3 separate regions of the Mus musculus genome follow, and all the other regions are linked to region 2. A link is a contact called in public HiChIP or PLAC-seq and Micro-C data. All regions are on one chromosome and are shown on one strand. Each heading gives the region's core, a stretch centred on a gene start, on an enhancer-like site or on the middle of the called end of the contact. The rest is flanking DNA. Distances are from core to core; before and after follow the strand shown. Region 1 has its middle 21 kb from the start of Kdm4c. Region 2 holds the start of Rasef (RAS and EF hand domain containing). Region 3 holds the start of Kdm4c (lysine (K)-specific demethylase 4C).

Evidence for each region. A called contact is a pair of places that touch in the nucleus more often than the background predicts. HiChIP or PLAC-seq counts read pairs in DNA pulled down with a chosen protein or histone mark.
Region 1: a contact with region 2 is called in a Micro-C map of embryonic stem cells, with 5 times the contacts expected there. The contact joins the enhancer-like site here to the promoter of Rasef in region 2. A contact is called at or near these places in 5 of 39 promoter capture datasets (cranial neural crest, embryonic stem cells, hippocampal neurons and 1 more), 3 of 484 Hi-C or Micro-C datasets (cerebellar granule neurons and embryonic stem cells) and 1 of 9 other capture datasets (embryonic stem cells).
Region 3: an H3K27ac HiChIP or PLAC-seq map of epiblast stem cells shows a contact between it and region 2, with 3 times the contacts expected there. The contact joins the promoter of Kdm4c here to the promoter of Rasef in region 2. A contact is called at or near these places in 5 of 39 promoter capture datasets (cranial neural crest, embryonic stem cells, hippocampal neurons and 2 more), 1 of 484 Hi-C or Micro-C datasets (embryonic stem cells), 3 of 115 datasets of contacts at active chromatin or transcription factors (embryonic stem cells and epiblast stem cells) and 2 of 9 other capture datasets (embryonic stem cells and pancreatic islet).

Annotation. Positions count from the first base shown.
Region 1 is chr4:74,229,700-74,232,823 of GRCm38.p6, reverse strand. It overlaps the pseudogene Gm11405. Among named protein-coding and RNA genes, the nearest start is that of Kdm4c, 21 kb to the left of the region's middle. Within about 2 kb of position 1,688, at least 22 of the 459 cell types and tissues checked have an H3K27ac peak or open chromatin away from gene starts, as enhancers often do. A contact at or near this core is called in embryonic stem cells, where this site is marked.
Region 2 is chr4:73,788,993-73,792,266 of GRCm38.p6, reverse strand. Rasef (RAS and EF hand domain containing) reads left to right here and starts at 1,665. Exons shown (of 18, transcript NM_001017427.1): 1 at 1,665-1,743. Gm11240 (predicted gene 11240) reads right to left here and starts at 1,023. Exons shown (of 3, transcript NR_046042.1): 1 at 862-1,023.
Region 3 is chr4:74,250,317-74,253,577 of GRCm38.p6, reverse strand. Kdm4c (lysine (K)-specific demethylase 4C) reads right to left here and starts at 1,699. Exons shown (of 22, transcript NM_144787.2): 1 at 1,492-1,699.

The sequences.
Region 1 (3,124 bases), core at 439-2,938, 440 kb before region 2:
GCCACTTGGAGTTGCAAGCATGCTATGTTCACATATCTGATGTGTATCAGCACGTCTTTCTGAGCCATTGGTGTATTGCTGTAAAGAGACACCATGATCAAGGCAACTCTTATAAAAGGAAGCATTTAACTGGGGGCTTGCTTAACATTTCAGAGGGTCAGTCCATGATCATTATGGCAGGAAGCGTGGTAGCAGATTGGTCAGCAAGGTGCTGGAGAAGTAGGTGAGAGCTACATCTTGATTCTCAGGCAAAGAGATAAACAGTAGACCAGGCATGGACTGTTGAAACAGCAAAGCCTACCCCTTGTGATGCACTTCCTCCAATAAGGCCACACCAACTCTAACAAGGCCACACCTCTTTTTTTTTTTAACATCAAGTACGTTTTTTTTTTTTTTTAATTAGGTATTTATTTCATTTACATTTCCAATGCTATCCAAAAAGTACCCCACACGGTCCCCCACCCACTCCCCCACCCACCCACTCCCCCACCCACCCACTCCCCCTTTTTGGCCCTGGCGTTCCCCTGTACTGAGGCATATAAAGTTTGTGTGTCCAATGGGCCTCTCTTTCCAGTGATGGCCGACTAGGCCATCTTCTGATACATATGCAGCTAGAGACACAAGCTCCAGGGGGTACTGGTTAGTTCATTTTGTTGTTCCACCTATAGGGTTGCAGATCCCCTCAGCTCCTTGGGTACTTTCTCTAGCTCCTCCATTGGGGGCCTGTGATCCATCCAATAGCTGACTGTGAGCATCCACTTCTGTGTTTGCTAGGCCCCGGCATAGTCTCACAAGAGACAGCTATATCAGGGTCCTTTCAGCAAAATCTTGCTAGTATATGCAATGGTGTCAGCGTTTGGAAGCTGATCATGGGACCTCTTAATCCTTCCAATCCTCAGTTCTACTCCCTAGTTACTATGCATTCAAATATATGAGGTTGTAGAGGGCCATTTTCATTCAAACCATCACAGCTACCACGTAATATCTTGGGTTTGCCTCTTTGTTTTCTTCCATGTCCAAATGCTGCCTTGTGGCAGCCTAGGATAGGTCTCTTTGTACCTGTGGCACACCTGTTTGCATGCCTGCCATTTGCCAGTTCCATCACATGGAGGCCCGGGTAAACCTTTTTGCAACTGCGCCATGTCCCAGTACCACCAGGTGGCAGCATGGACTCAAATATTCACACATCTGACATTTCCTAGCTTCAGGGCGTGGTAGAGCTGGGCATGCCTGTTTGCACACCTGGTGTGTCCAAGGGCTTACAACTGGTGGCCTGTGCACACTTGTTTGAAAGTGTGCTGTGTTTGAGAGCCACAGTGTGTCTGTGCTGGTTCACCTATTCTGATACAACCCGTTCCTATCATTACCACGTAGTGGTGTGTACATGTCTATTTGTGTATTGGCTTCACCCTACATCACAATGTGGTGGTGTGTACATGTCTGTTGCACACCTGCTATGTCTTAGCACTGTGCCTAGCACACAATTGACATGCCTGCCATGTCTTAGCACTACCATAAGCCATTGCAGGAACATCTGCCTGCCATGTTTCAGCACCACCACACAGCATTATGTGTTCGCCTGTTTCCACACAAGTCATGTCCCAGCGCCACCAAGTGGTGGCATGGGCTGGCTTATGCCTGCTGAGTCCCAGCACCACCAAGTGGCCTGCCTGGGCATGTTCTGTCTCAGTGCCACCAGATGGTGGCCTGGGCACACTGTTTTGTATTCGTGCCCAGAGCCCACTTGGTATACAGGCTTGCCTTTTTTTTTTCAGAGATAATGCATTTATAAACACAGAAATGGTTACAACAAAGATGGCCGTGATGAGCAGGTATATATGTATGTATATATATATATATCCATGTCCGGCATCTGACCGTGGCACCTAGGGAGGCTAAGTCCAGTCCTGTGTGTACCCTGAATTCTCCCTTCTCTGCAAAAGCCCGTCTGGTATTGCAGAGAACACAGCTACCACAGCTCCCAGAGCTCCAAGGACTGGACTCCTTGGATAGCGAGACTGAGTATATAGGCCCTTGGTTGGCAGAGAAGGAAGGAGGCTGTTAAGGAAAAATAACTCATACTCTTAAGCCACCCTTGGTCTCCGGGGAATCTCTGGCACCTTGGCAACCATGAATCAGCTATTGCCCCCTTACAAATAAAAAGGTATAGTCATCACCCAATATAAAGTGAGCTCACAGGGGTCAGACCACGTGCAAAAATCTATTCTTTTACAGGTAAGCATAAAATGGAAGGCTGGTGGCATTTAGAGCTTCCTTCTCTGTTATCTGGGAGGGCCAGCCACTAGTCTTCCATCAACCTCAACTTTGAGGATGAAGAGAGAGAAAGGTAAGCGCCCCCACACTGGATAAGATGTGAGCTCCCAGCGGATCCTTCTCTCAAGCACCAAGCCCCGGTTTTAAAAGCTCTGCCTGGATGGGGGCTGCTGGGTAACACTATCAGCCCAGGATTCCTTGGCCAATCAGGAGCAGCTGGATGGGGGCTGCTGGGTAACACTATCAGCTCAGGATTCCTTGGCCAATCAGGAGCAGCTGGATGGGGGCTGTTGGGTAACACTATCAGCCCAGGATTCCTTGGCCAATCAGGAGCAGCTGGATGGGGGCTGCTGGGTAACACTATCAGCCCAGGATTCCTTGGCCAATCAGGAGCAGCTGGATGGGGGCTGCTGGGTAACACTATCAGCCCAGGATTCCTTGGCCAATCAGGAGCAGCTGGATGGGGGCTGCTGGGTAACACTATCAGCTCAGGACTCCTTGGCCAATCAGGAGCAGCTGGATGGGGGCTGCTGGGTAACACTATCAGCCCAGGACTCCTTGGCCAATCAGGAGCAGCTGGATGGGGGCTGCTGGGTAACACTATCAGCTCAGGACTCCTTGGCCAATCAGGAGCAGCTGAGGTTAAGGATGGTTATCTTGCGAAGAAAAGCCATGCCTGAGACCCAAGGAGCTGGAGACAGGACTTGTCAAGGAAGAAGAGAACTTTCCCACCAAGAAGAGTTGACAAAGGAGGGACCAGGACTTCTCCCCGTTCCGATGGATGGCAGTACGGATCTCTAAGAGCTGGCCAGGTGCTCCACCTGGATGGTGCTGGTGGTGACAGTGAGGC
Region 2 (3,274 bases), core at 416-2,915:
ACCCTACCGTTTTTCTCTTCTTAAAACTTACACCCGTAAGGACAGTTGCTGTTGTTTTTCTGCCTCAGTCAGAAAGTAGACAATGAAAAGAAATGGCAATACATAAAATAAAGCTCTAAACATTGGGGAGCTAGTGGCAGTGGGTGACTGCAAGGCAAAAGTGTCTTCCACACACAGCAGGAGTAGTGATATCCTTTATGAAGTAACAGGACTGTGGCAACATCTGTACATGTTCAAACCAGAAAAATAAAAATCATAAAGTGAAAACGGAAGTAGGTGCAAACTCCTTCCACTGATCAAGAAACTATATGCTGCTGCTGCTGGAAAATAAGTTTTTCTCCAATGGGATGTCACTGAGGATATCAACCATGCTCTGGGCCAGGACACAGGGCTTGAGTTGTTGTTTTGGTCTTTTTTCTTTTGTTTGGATATTTTGTTTTGTTTGTTTTGAGAGAGAGAGAGAGAGAGAGAGAGAGAGAGAGAGAGGATGAGAGAGAGAGAGAACATAAAGTTGGGTAGGGAGGGAGGTGAGGGGGGAGAATATGGGAGAAGTTGGGACAGGGGAAAACATGATTAAAAAATTTTTTTTTCCTGTACAAAAATGAAAAAGAATGCTTTCTCTAAGTGATTTTGGTATTTGTTTTTTCTAAGGTCAAGAAGTCATGGAGTGACTGTTTCTATTTAGGGATATGGGAGATCAACATGACAATGAACATAGCATTAGAGAATATGGACTTCTGGTACTTTTTTTTTTTTTTTAAACCAGAATCTTTTGAATAGGCAGACTTACCATGTGTCTGGAATTACGAGAGGATACATGGCCAATAACTTTAGCCAATTTGGAATCTTATCTCTACTCACTTTCCCCCTTTGGTCGGTGCGGGTGTGTTTGCACTCCATGTTCAGGCAGGCAGGGTCAGTATCTGGGGTGCAGAGGAGAACTTGAATAAGAGGCCATTATGATCTGTGTTTGTGCCTCCAGCAAGTCCCCAAAGCTTAACAGAGAGATGGTCCAGCTGTTGCAGAAGAAAGTCTGGGAGCCAGCCTGTGTCTTTACTCCAAGGTAGGGTGGAGCTTACTCACAGGAAGGTGACCAGTGGCGCTCTGTGGCTCAGGGCAGCAGTCGGGCGGCTGCAGCTGGAGGCGAGCGTCTGGCTCTCCTGCGCCCCGCCTCACCCGGACATCCCCGCCCGCGGCAGGTGGCGGAACCGGCCGGACCTGCTCCACTGGCCGAGCCCCGGAGCTCGGAGCCCCGCGGTGGCCAGCGGCGCCATGGAGGCGGACGCGGACCCTGAGGAGCTGACCCGGCTGCGCTCCGTCTTCGCCACCTACGACACGAACGGCTCCGGGCGCCTGGAGCGTGCGGAGTTCAGCGCGTTGTGCGCGGAGCTGCACGTGGCCGAGGCCGAAGCAGAGGCCGTGTTCAGGGGGCTCGACACGGACCGCGATGGCGCCATCACCTTCCCGGAGTTCGCGCGTGGCTTCCGCGGAGCGCTCGGTCGGGACAGTGCGGAGGCCCAGGGCGCCTGGGAAGTGGCAGAGCCGGAGAGCCCGAGCCCCGCGTGGCGGGACTTCCATGCGCGCCTCGGAGACGAGGCCCAACTCATTCCCAGGTGCGTGGTCAGGCGAACGCGGGAGGCGTGCGCTTCGCAAACGGAAAACCCAATCTGTGAGTCGCCTTTTCTGTTCGACAACTGGCGGTGATTTCTCCGCAAAGAAAAGGGAAGGAGATCTGGAGTTACGGTAGGGAAGGAGTTCAGGGTTTCCTGCAAGCTTGTGGTGGTTGACACCTGTAGCCTCCGGCAGCTGAAGCTGGCACACTCTGGGTGGCTCACAGTGACCTCACCTGTCACCTTTTTCTGCTGTTTCCCTGCCGTACTAAGAAGCTACCCTCAGCAGTTTGCTAGCTTGGCATCCTATAATATAATAGTAGTTGTGTTTGCTAAGGCCGGAAAGAAAGCTATAGCATTGCTGGATTCGCATACTTATTGATGTGCACGACGTCACTCTTTTTATTTTAAGGATAGTTTAGGAAGTACGTTTGTCTGTTTAGGACTGAATGAGAAAGAATACTAGAAATTTAAATTCACAAGCATCAAATGACTTGCTTAGTTGATTAAAAACAGAAATTTGATCTCAGGTCTTCTAAGCTGAAAAAAAATCGCTTTTATTCAGTAAATGAAAGGACACAATCACACCATGACCTTACAGATAAGGAAACATAACTTATTACCTAGTTACTAACAACGAAAGTAGTACAAGGGCGATTTTAGGGTGAGAACGTCACTCTCACCTTCGTTACATTTCCGCTTTTCACTGGAAGTTTTTTCTCCTTTGTGTTTGGAATTTAGCTGCGATTTTATTGAGCTATGGCTGTTCTTAATAGACCTGAGAGACTTCGTTTTAAGTGGGAGTTTGTGGACCTGAGACTTGGTCTCCAAGAAAGGAAAGGCCCTGGGAGGCGTCAGGTTCCTTTGGATTGCTCCACAGCACAAGCTACATCATCATAGCTTCTCCCTCCGGTAAGGGAATTTTGTGCAAGGAGGCTGAGTGACTCATTATGTTGAAAAACTGGGTGTGAGGACAAATCCCTTGCATACACGCGGGGAAAAACAAACAAACCCCTCAATGTCTCAGCCAGGGAAGTAGAAAAAAACTGAACACTGTTGCTGTAGGCTATGCTTTTTCTTCAAGCCATCTTCCCAGTACATGTAGTTATTATTCTTTTTTTTTCCTTTTCTTTATTGGATATTTTCTTTATTTACATTTCAAATGTTTTCCCCTTTCCTTGTCTTCCCTTCTAAAATCAGTATCCCACCCCACCCCCCACCCCCGCCCGCCTCTATGAGGGTGCTCCCCCTCCCCCACTCCTGTCCTCCCGCCCTGGCATTCCCCTACACTAGAGAATCTCACACCTTTAGGCCCAAAGGCCTCTCCTCCCACTGATGTCCAACAAGGCCATCCTCTGCTTCATATGCAGCCCGAGACATGAGTCCCTCTATGTGTACTTTTTGATTGATGGTCCAGTCCTGGGAGCTCTGGGGGTTCTGGCCTGTTGACACTGTTGCTCCCTCAATGGGGCTGCAAACCCCCCCCCCCCCCCAGCTCCTTCAGTCCCTTCTCCATAGTTGATTGCAAGCTTCCTCCTCTGTATTTGTCAGGCTCTGCCAGAGCCTCTTAGGAGATGGCCATATCAGGCTCCTGTCAGCAAGCAGTTCCCAGTATCTACTATAGTGTCTGGGTTTGGTGACTGTATATGGGATAGTTAATATCC
Region 3 (3,261 bases), core at 450-2,949, 460 kb before region 2:
AAAAACCAAATAAATAAATAAATAAATAAATAAATGAATAAATAAAATAAAATAAAATGGGAAGGAGGTCCTAAAACTACTTAACTAGGCAGTGCATTCCAAAACAAAGCATGATAGGTTACCAGGCCAGCAAGCTTTAAGAAAACATTAGTGAACATGCTCAATAGTAAAAAAAAATTTTTAAATTTTAAAAACGAACTTTTTTTTCCTTTTTCTTTTTTTTTCTTTTTCAATCTTAGAGACCGAACTTAAGGTGTTCAGATACTAAGCATTGGCCCTACCACTTGAGCTATATATTCCAGGCGGTGGGAACGGACCGTAAATTTTAGAGAACAAATAACCAGTAGCAGTGCAGAAATATGACCAGCAGGAATCCCTGCACTGGTGATGCAGAGGCAGGTGGATTTCCTGGAGCACCAGGTTAGCTACCATACAGAGTTCTAAGTTGGGCAGGACTACATATAAGACCCTGACTCAAAAAACAACCAAAAATACCAAAAGTTTTAACCATCACACTTTTAAATTAGAATACTAATAACTTTTCCCATAGAAAGAGTTAGGCTCCACTCCCTTCCGCCCTTTTTAAACGCAAAACTCAAGTGGGTGAAATACAGCAAAGATTGGTGCTAACCTAAGCTTACCGAGCCTATCAAAAGCGTCTCCCGGGTTCCGAATTGCTTCATTTCTAACGTAAGCTTTCTAAGCAGTACTAGGTAAATCACCAAGTGTGAGTGACCGTACTGAGTCCAAGATTTAAAAAAAAAAAAAAAAAAAAAAGTTGGTCAAGTCTTCCAAGTCTTCTCTCAGAGCACCTGACTGACTACGTGCGAGCTTGCGGGCTCAGCCACACCGGCGGCTGCCTTCTGGGTCCCCAAGAAAATCCTCAGAACTGAGTCCAGCTGCTTTCACTGCTGAGCAGAGAACACCAACTTCCAGCCCGAGCTAGACCGCCTGCCTTCTTGGCATTCCCATCGCACAACACGCCCTCTCTCCCTGGCAGTTCACATGCCGCAACGAAGTCGCATCTATTAAGCGCCCACTGTCTACCCCGCATCATGGCTCCCCCCAGGAACCGCACAAAGAAATGGCCTCAAGACGGAGGAAAGAAAAAGGGAAAGATCATCTGCTAGGGCCAAGAACGAACCCGAGTGAGGGTCGGGCTACCTGCTACCTCGCGGATCCGGACATCCCGACCCAAGGGAGGCTCGGAGGACGCACAGGCCCGGCCTTCCTGGAGTCGGCCGCAGAGGGGTCGGTCGGCGCCCCAGACCACACAGGCGTGGCAGTCCGGAGCAACAGCACCTCCGATCGGCTCCCGGGAGGCAGGCGAGCGAGCTCCCGAATCCCGAGGGCCAGAATGGACTGTCAGGGCCGCCTCCTCCCTCCCAGCTGACTGCTTTGCACCGCGGAGCGCCCAGGCCCGTGCTGCCCTGCGAAGACCGGACCGAGGCCGCCACCCTTCCCGCTCCGTCCCGACCAAGAAGAGGTTACCTGCGCCGCTGGCGGAGGTCCAGACGCCACCCGAATGAAAGGGATGAAAAGTGCGGCCTCCCCTGAGGGTTTTGGGAATCTTTGGAAGACTTGTTCCGCACTGGGTGACAGCTGTTCGCTGCGCACGCGCACGGGGCGCCACCACGGAATCCCTCCGCCGCGCTCCCCTCCCTCCCGGCTCGGAGGTGGGCGGGAGGCGGCGCGGGCGCGCAGGCTGTGCGGGCTGCCTCTGCCTGCGTGTGGCGCACGCGCCCCCACGTGACCGCTGGGCCGGGCGCTCTCTGGGTCACGTGGGTCTCTAAACTGCTTAAAGGTGCCCGACTTGAAGCCGAGACTTCCGCCTCTTGCCTAGTCTACGCTTGCCGTGCTGTATTTCCTTTTGCCTTGGGGACAAGCTCGCCTCTTCTTTCTCAAAGGAGGAAAAACACTGACGAAGCAGAAGGAGCAGGTGCGCAACAGATCTTTGTCGGATCACTCACTAGGTTCCCACAGGGGCTGGACCTGAAATAAAATAGTACACGAACACGCCTGCAGGGACTCGGTGCGAGTCTATGGCAACCCTCGGTGCAAGAACGGCTGGCTGATTTTTACCTCGAGTGGAGGTGGTCAGGAAGGCCAGACTCACGATGACATTGTCCTGTGCCGGTACACCAACCAGTGGGCTGCACCTCTGAGCCTACTTCAGTCGGAGATCCCAAGTGAGCAGTGTTCCCAAATTCCTAGCAACCAAGCCTGCCCTTGAGCAAAAAGGTCTAATACTTAAAGACTAGAGAAATCTTGATTAGGGATCCTGAATTGAGTTACCTTCCTACACGTCTGTGTAAATCTGACTTCCAAGACCGCAGAGGAATCACACAGATCTCAAACTCTTACTTCCAGATAGGTGCCTAAACACTAAGCGTTTTGCAAAGGCTAAACAGGTTTTACTGTCCCACAGTTCCTATCTGGGTTTTTTTGTTGCATTTCTTCTAGTTACTGACCAGGCATATACAAAAGTGAGCACACAGGACCATCATTTTACGTGTTGTTAGAAAACAAGGATTTCTAATGAATGTGGTGCATACTTATAACCCAGGACTTGGAACAGAGATCAGAGGACTAGAAATTCAAGATCATTCTCAACACATCATAGACCTGAAGTTAGACTGGGCTACATGATATGCTGTCTCAAAAACTGATCACCTCTTTAAAAAAAAAAAGCTCAACATAACTATTTAAATGTACTTAAATGTGTTTTTTTTAATTTATTTCTTTTTTTTTTTTTTAGGGGGAGCACTGTAAAGACAGATGGGATATGGTTAATTAACTGAAAGATAATGAGATCTAACCACCATATTTCTTTGACTGGAAAAACACCGCTTGGGGGCTAGAGAGATGGCTCAGTGGTAAAGAGCATCGACTGCTCTTCTGAAGGTCCTGAGTTCAAATCCCAGCAACCACATGGTAGCTCACAACCATCCGTAATGAGATCTGACGCCCTCTTCTAGTGCATCTGAAGACAGCTACAGTGTACTTAGATATAATAATAAAAAAATAATAATAATAATAAAACACAGCTTAGGGTTTGGAAAAATACAATTCTAAACTTACTTAACTTATATATAGTCAACTGGTAATTTTTCAATGTGGATATTATAGAGATTGGCAACCATACTCCAAAGCAATTGAATATACTAAAACTATAGTTACATATCTTAAATTTTAGGGCGTTTTGTGAACTACAAAGATTGCACATCTATTATTAAATAATTGAAATAGTTCAATGAATAA